Regions from separate parts of the Mus musculus genome. Here region 2 is linked to region 1. A link is a contact called in public promoter capture Hi-C data. All regions are on one chromosome and are shown on one strand. The core of a region is the stretch at or near the end of the contact, and the rest is flanking DNA. Distances in the headings are between cores, read along the strand shown. Region 1 holds the start of A830011K09Rik (RIKEN cDNA A830011K09 gene). Region 2 has its middle 26 kb from the start of Rergl.

The links. Promoter capture Hi-C pulls out the DNA fragments that hold promoters and counts their contacts.
Region 2: a promoter capture Hi-C map of second pharyngeal arch cranial neural crest shows a contact between it and region 1, with 3 times the contacts expected there. The contact joins the enhancer-like site here to the promoter of A830011K09Rik in region 1. A contact is called at or near these places in 2 of 39 promoter capture datasets (cranial neural crest and second pharyngeal arch cranial neural crest), 4 of 115 datasets of contacts at active chromatin or transcription factors (SST interneurons, astrocytes, embryonic forebrain and 1 more) and 3 of 9 other capture datasets (adipose tissue, embryonic stem cells and liver).

Annotation. Positions count from the first base shown.
Region 1 is chr6:138,421,379-138,425,255 of GRCm38.p6, forward strand. A830011K09Rik (RIKEN cDNA A830011K09 gene) reads left to right here and starts at 1,727. Exons shown (of 4, transcript NR_126073.1): 1 at 1,727-1,987. Lmo3 (LIM domain only 3) reads right to left here and starts at 1,652. Exons shown (of 4, transcript NM_001356306.1): 1 at 1,063-1,652.
Region 2 is chr6:139,525,847-139,529,221 of GRCm38.p6, forward strand. No RefSeq gene overlaps it. Among named protein-coding and RNA genes, the nearest start is that of Rergl, 26 kb to the left of the region's middle. Within about 2 kb of position 1,840, at least 4 of the 459 cell types and tissues checked have an H3K27ac peak or open chromatin away from gene starts, as enhancers often do. A contact at or near this core is called in second pharyngeal arch cranial neural crest, where this site is marked.

The DNA of each region.
Region 1 (3,877 bases), core at 477-2,976:
TCCACTATTGTGAAGCCACTTTGGGAGCTGGGGTCTAGTGGCTAGGGAGGCAGGCAGTGGGGGAAGGGACGAGGGAGCGTGTAAAATGATGGCGAATGACAAAGCCACATGCTTCCCTCACTCTGCCTGTAATCCTAAAATCCCAGCGGCCCCTTTTAGCTTCCTAGTAACAAATGGATTTGATTAAACCGTCACACGCAGTGTTAGCATAGCATATCGTGTTCGGTATGAAAAAGATCATAAATCTGACTTGTGTTTCATAACAGCAATCTGAGTAGCCCCGGTTAAAATGTGCTGAATCTCTCTCTCTCTCTCTCTCTCTCTCTCTCTCTCTCTCTCTCTCTCTCTCTCTCTCTCTCTCCCTGTTAAGATGCAGACACTTGGGTACAAGGAACCTATGTCCACTGAACACGACACAGTCACTTTTGCAACACACAGAAGCAGTGTTTTGATATTAAGGTTGCATTGGGAGAAGCAGGGGTGTAGACAAAAACAAGGTTGTAATTTCAACTCTTTCTTGGGGGTGGCAGGCATACATTTCATCAAGCAGGTGTAGAAAGGTCTGGGAAAATACCCAAGACTGATATCACTTCCCTTAGCCTGGTAGCAACACCCCGCCCCCAACCTTTGCAAACTGTCCCAACCCCTCTTCCAGAGTCAGGGTGTGCGAATGTTGCAGCTCCCAATGAACTTTGTCTATTATGCACTAGACTCCTACTTGAGATGTTGCGTCGCGCTGCAGCCGCGCGCTCCACTCTCTTCCTCCGGCATCCACGTCTTCCGCCCCACATCTATTTCATGTCTCATCACAAAAATAATGATGCCTCCCATGATTTAAACAGAACCAAACAAACACAAAACCCTCTCTGCAGACCTGCAGCCCGGTGAAAGTTGCAGTGGTGGTGGGGATGGTTCGGGTGCAGCTTTACTTTATGCCTTCTTGGGAGAGGATGGGGAAGAAGAAGAAAAAAAAGCCACCCAACATCCGCACACGCACGCGCGCACCAGCAGACATACACAGCACAAATAAGCCGACGCGTGAGTACACAACCCCTGACTTACCTTCTCAATTAAGCGATACAGGGGAGGGTGTTCAATGAGCCCAGCGGCTGCTTGGTAGCGCTTCTCCTTGGGAAAGGTCAAAAAGAAACATTGTTTGAAAAAAAAAAAGGAAAAAAAAAAACCGGGGGGTAGAATCTCTCTCTATATATTTTTTTAAGTTTAAAATAATGAGGTCCTCCAGGATCCGCCAAGTACCAGTGTGGACCGCATGCGAGCCACAGGTGTCCTTCTTTTAGGCAACTGCAGTCCGGGGGATGTCTCTCTTGGTCCTGGCTCCTGACAACTTACCCCAGCAGTGTGCGAGGAGCCCGAGCTGAAGGAAGCCCTGGCTCTCAGCCGCAAAATGCAATCCCTTCCCAGCCAGACATAATACAGCCCAAGAAAAGGTCACCCAGTTATTACAGCGCCTCGGAGCCCAGGCAGCGCCTGTCAGATCCACAGTGAAGGCAGCTCCCTTCCGATTTAAGAGTATTTACCTCTCGCCCCCACCCCTCCCTCTTCTCTCTCTTCCTTCTCTCCCTCCCTCTAGCTGGCTCCCTTGCTCGCTAGCTTGCTTGAGCTCTCTCTCTCTCTCTCTCTCTCTCTCTCTCTCTCTCTCTCTCTCTCTCTCTCTCTCTCTCTCTCTCGCTGTGTCTCTGCTGTCTGTTCCGCAGCTCAGTCAAGTACAGCCGCCCTCGGAAAGTGCAAAAGCAGCCACGAGACAGATCCAGGCTTTGTTGCTAATTTCCCAGGGTGAAAATTGACAAGCCTGGGAGTGCAGTCAGCACAACCCATTGCATATGCTACTGACAAACGCTGGGGACATCCCCTCCCACCCATGCCTATCACACAGAGAATGTGACCTCTGCAGGACTGGACTCTGGAAGGACCCTACCTCCAGGACTCGCCCACAAGAAGAACTGCAAAAGAGCTCCAAAGGAGAAGGGTAGGGCTTCCTAAAATAACGGGGGCATTTTGGAATAGGATGGGGACTATGAAAGCAAATTGCCCTCTAAATCTGTTACTGACAGTGCCAGTGGAGGAAGTTAAAATAAAAGCCAAGGAATCAAAGTGCTACCAGGGAACACTGGAAAACTGCACAGCCCTCCTTTTAGTAAATGTCTGGGGGTGTCTGCAGTTTCCAGGGCTATGAATTCTGTTTAGAAACTCTCTGAAGTCCCTGTGCAGAATGCCTTGTCATGTAAACTCAGGCCAGGCAGTGCCACACACCCTTTCCTCTCTCTCGAATGGCCCCAGGAGTCAGACTGTGAACTTGTACCCCATACCAGGTGCTGAACCCAAAGTGGCCACTGAAACACACTTACTACAGATAGGTGAATACTTGACTTTGAAACCTGCTTCAGTGTTAGTCCCCAGGAAGCTGAGCCAGACTTCCAGGACTAAGCCGGTCCCCTGGCCACTTGCCCACCTACACCCTGCCTTCATACACTTATTTTAAGGCCTGGGTACATCCTTTTATTTTTGCCTCTAAATTTTTCCCATTACTCTTAACCTCTTCCCTGCACTCCGATGCTCTATAGGTCACTGGTAGCTTTAAACCATCTCCTTTTTCTAAGTTTTTAAACTTCAGCTATCGCCCACTTTGGTGTCTCTATCAAGGTCCTCTCAGCATCTCTCACAAAGCCTTGTCAAAAGGTTAAGCTTAAAAATAGTGCCAGTTTGAATGACACTGGATGTGATGCTCTCAGTGCCAAGACAGGATCAATTGTTGAACTACCCACCCACCCCAAAAAAACACTACCCACAAAACACCCTTCAAACAATACAGAAAAACTTTGCTACTTCTGTAACATCAATTTTAATATCTATCTATCTATCTATCTATCTATCTATCTATCTATCCGATCTATCAAATTATATATATATATATATATACATATATATATATACACACACACACACACACACACACACACTAAAGCAGTCCCCCTTGAATATTTATGTTAAATTATGCTTCCCTATATCCAAAGTCCTGGCATAGCCGGTCTAATTTATTTTTTAATCCCAACCTTCAGAAGGCTCCTAAGAAAATAGTAGGTGGCTTGCTTTCTTCTCCCTTTCAAAGACAACAAAACTCAGAACTAACCTGAAAAATACCGAAATTCACAGACAGGAAGATTACTGAGAACCCCTTCAGCTGTTCAGTCTATAAGCAGACTTCTTAAGTTTTGGCTTTTCCTGGCCCTAGTACTCAGGCGTGCGCGCACGCACACACACACACACACACACACACACACACACACACACATCCACACAGCTCCCTGCTTGTCCTACCCCACCCTCCAGCCAGATCTACTCTGAAAACACTCTGGTGTGTGTGTATGTGTGTGTGTGTGTGTGTGTGTGTGTTGCCTGTTATCTTTAGCAGCCAATGTACTGAGAAGAAAAGAGGGAGGGAGGGAGAAGTATGTGTGGGGAAAGGGAGAAATAAAATCAAAACAAATGGCACAGCTAATGAGGACAATTAAATTAATTATGTTCAAGGAGGATGAGGTTTTTTTTCCCTCCAACTGTATGATCTGTTACCCCTCGCTGGCAACTGCTTCTCCGTAATTCATGGCAACTGATGAGTGCATCTATGCAAATCTTTGTTTAAATCATTCAACTAATTAAATGATGGGATTATTCCTCTGCCTACGGTGACATCATTCGCAGTAATTAGTACTCTTTTGGACTGTGGCAGTAAGATCCCCCATATCAACACCAACCTGCAAAGGCATTAACCACTTTGATACCTTAAAAAAGGGCAACTATCCAGAGCTCTAATTGTATCCCATCCCCTTCCTCTCCCCCCATCCTCCTTTTCCTCTCTGGG
Region 2 (3,375 bases), core at 590-3,089, 1.1 Mb after region 1:
GAAGAGGGGAGGGGACAGGAGGGAGGGAATGGAGCAGAAGGTCAGGGAAGGGGAGTTATGGAAAGAGGATGAGTGGAGGGGGGAAGAGAGGGAGAAAGAAACCAGTATTGCAAAAATGTAATACTAGAAGACATTAGGGAGCAGTGGGCACGGGAGTCAACCAGCTGGTCAAAGAATCAAAAATCGGTGGATCGAGATGCATTAAATAGTATCACAGCTAGACCTTAGGTAGGAAAGTGAACAGAGTTCAGACACAGAACAGAGTACAAGCGTTCCTAAAGAGAACAGGGCTCCACGTTACACTCTCACACTCCTCATGGAATCTGTTCCAGCAAAGCTGGGAAGCACTGCATAAATGCACAAGTTCTTCCTGATGGAAATAGGTCCATCGGCTTGTGTGCTAAAGCCTGACCTCAAGCAAAAAAAATAAATAAAATGACACAGAAAGTGCACACGCATAGCAAGTGAGAGCATAATTACATACGTATCACCCGAGAAGGTGAAAGCTCCTGAAAATAACCCTTCCCATGTTAAAAAAAAACAAAAACAAAAACAAAACAAAACAAAAACAAAACAAAAGCATGTCAGATTAGTAAACTGGATTAAGCAATCTGGAAAGCTATGTTTCCCATTAAATATATCATGAAGGTGTGTGAAATTGCCAATGTGAGAGCTATTCAAGGAATGCTCTCTGTCAAAATAGGTCAAGTAACTTGCATAGATGAATCTCTTGCTTCCAAAGCCCCTTTAGAACAACAAAGAATTAGTGAGCATAATATTCTGAACAACATTAAGTGGGTAACATTCTTTAAATTTCTATTCGTGCTAAGTGAATATTCTGGGGGAGAAGAAAAAGTATCATTCATTGTACAGTTGAAAATTTAATTGCCCTCTGTAACTTTCCAGCTCTGACCTTATGAGGAATTCATGCCAACTGTATTCTGCTGTTTCTCGACTTTCTACTAAATGAAAAAATTAATTCAGTGTTTTAAATTCAACAATAAGGAGTCTGGACAAGTTCTTCCTCAGTGGTTAAGAGCACTTATTGATCTTCTAGAGTACCCAGGTTCGATTTCCAGCATACACAGGCAACTCAAGGCCTCCTGTTTCTACTTCCAGGAGACTGATGCACTCTTCTGGCATATGCAGTCTTTTGTGTGCATGTGTTGCACATTAGCCTGCACAGGGATATACATAATAATAAACAAATGAATCTTTACAAAATACATAGTAAAAGTAGATGTTTTTGTTAATGAAAGAGAGAAAGCTTAAAAATGTAAGACAAATAGTTGAATAATTGGTGATCAGCATTCCCCCAGCGCAGATCACTAAATTCTAAAGGTAATATTAGAGCCATGTGTTATGCAAGATGTTAAGCAGATCAGACAGACACTGAAGAATGTATCCCTGTAAGCGCTGGGTCCTGAGATAACCCTCTTCACTCTGGCAGACTTTAAGTTAAAGTAACAGCCCTCCTCAACATAAAATATGTAAAAATGTAGTCAGATCCGGAGTATGTATATGCAAAAAGGATAAAACTCATCATGACTCAACATCTGTAAATGTAATATGATAAACACAATATATACCCATTCTCTATCTCTATCTATCTCTATCTCAGTGAGTGTGTGAGTATGTGGTGTGCGTGTGTGTGTTTCACAGAATTTTCAAGCAAGGCTTCCTAGAATTGGTACTTAATATAAGTAGCTTTATTCATCTGAAGAAGCCAGAGAAAATTGCAAACTCTCTGGGTAAGTGAAGTTGAGAGAGTAAGGCGCTGGGCCATGGAGCAGCCTGGTTCATCTCAGCTGCAAGCAATTTTGTGCTATTGAGAAGGAAAAAAAAGAAAAGGAGGCATTGAGAATGAGATTGGAAGACTGGCAGGAGCAGGCTCTGGAGCGAGCCAGTGAATGGCATTTAGGAGCTTATGATTTAGAAGGTGATGAGGAGGTGCCTGCAAATTTTAAGCATGAAAGCTATAGGCTCGTATTAAATTTGTAAAACCACAACTCCAGCATGAGTGTCGAAAATGGATTTAGCACTTCTGTTTCCTGTAATCTGGTAGACTGGGAATTAACCCAAACAACTGTCTCTCTGGACGCAGCCATGATTGAAAATAAAATATACTAAAAACTACACTGGAAATCTCCCTATTATTCAAACACATTGCTAAAGAGTGAAAATGTTCGTTGATGCAGGAAAGGATGGACTGGGGGTGGGTTCAGTCCCTGCAGTGCTCACTGGGCAAGCACAGGGCCTAACTTTGACCTCAGTGCCCACATGAAAGTCAGGATTTCATTTGGATATGGAGACAGGTGGATCCTGGGGACTCACTAGTTATCTAGTCTTCACTATGTTGTGATGCAGGCCAATGTTAGGTCAAGTCACAAAAAATAAAAGATAAGACAGCAGCTTTTCAATGATATCTGAAGTTGATCTTCGGGTTCCAAATGAGCCTATATATACCATAAACACTGTTTTTAGCAATGTTTTGTATACTAGTGATAATTTTAAGAATAAAGATGTAGCAATTTAAGTTACTTGGGAAATATTTTCTGCCCACTAATGTTGTACTCATTCACATGAGCTAGCCACAGAAAGTCTTCCAGATGAGCTTCAACAGTGTTCTATAGCTCTTGATTCTTTGATACTATAATGAAAAGAAGTCACAAAACAGCAAAAATTAACTAGCCAGATCCCATATATTAAACATAAACTCCCCATTATCTATGCCAATGAGATTTGAGGGCTATTATGAAACATTGTGTCACTAATAACAGAAGCTCACTCTAGAAATGCATGTTTGATATTTAGAATTGAAAGCCAGATGTAGGTAACTTTCAAATAGTGATAATAAAAAGCCTGAAATGAGAGAAAAGTGAGAGAAGGAGAGAGAGGGAGGGAAAGAAGTAGGGAGGGAGGGAGAAAAGAAGATGCTGGCAGATTCCAAGGACAAACACATCTAACCCTAGAAAAGTTCTTTCTATAAAATAGAGAGGGTAAAATAATGATTCCAGACAGTTAGTCAGCTATGGAGGAGGGCTGTTCCAGGACACAGAAGGTACTGTGTTCCATTTTGAGCTTATCAGTGGATGGTTTTAAAAGTGTGGTGAACAGCAGGTGGCTTCTTCAGATTCCACAACCCCATCTGGTAATAGTCTCAGCAAGGTTCACCCCCATAGGCTCCCATAGGTTCACCCTCATAGGCTCCCAGAAGCTATTTTGAGAGGTGTAAGATGGAATCTCAGAGGTCACCTCCTGTAGCCAGACAGGATTTCCAGCGGAGCGAGAGGGACATCAACCCACCTCAAAAGCTTCAACCCAACATCTGTCCTCCCTACAAGATGAGCAGAGACACAGATGGAGCAAAGTCTA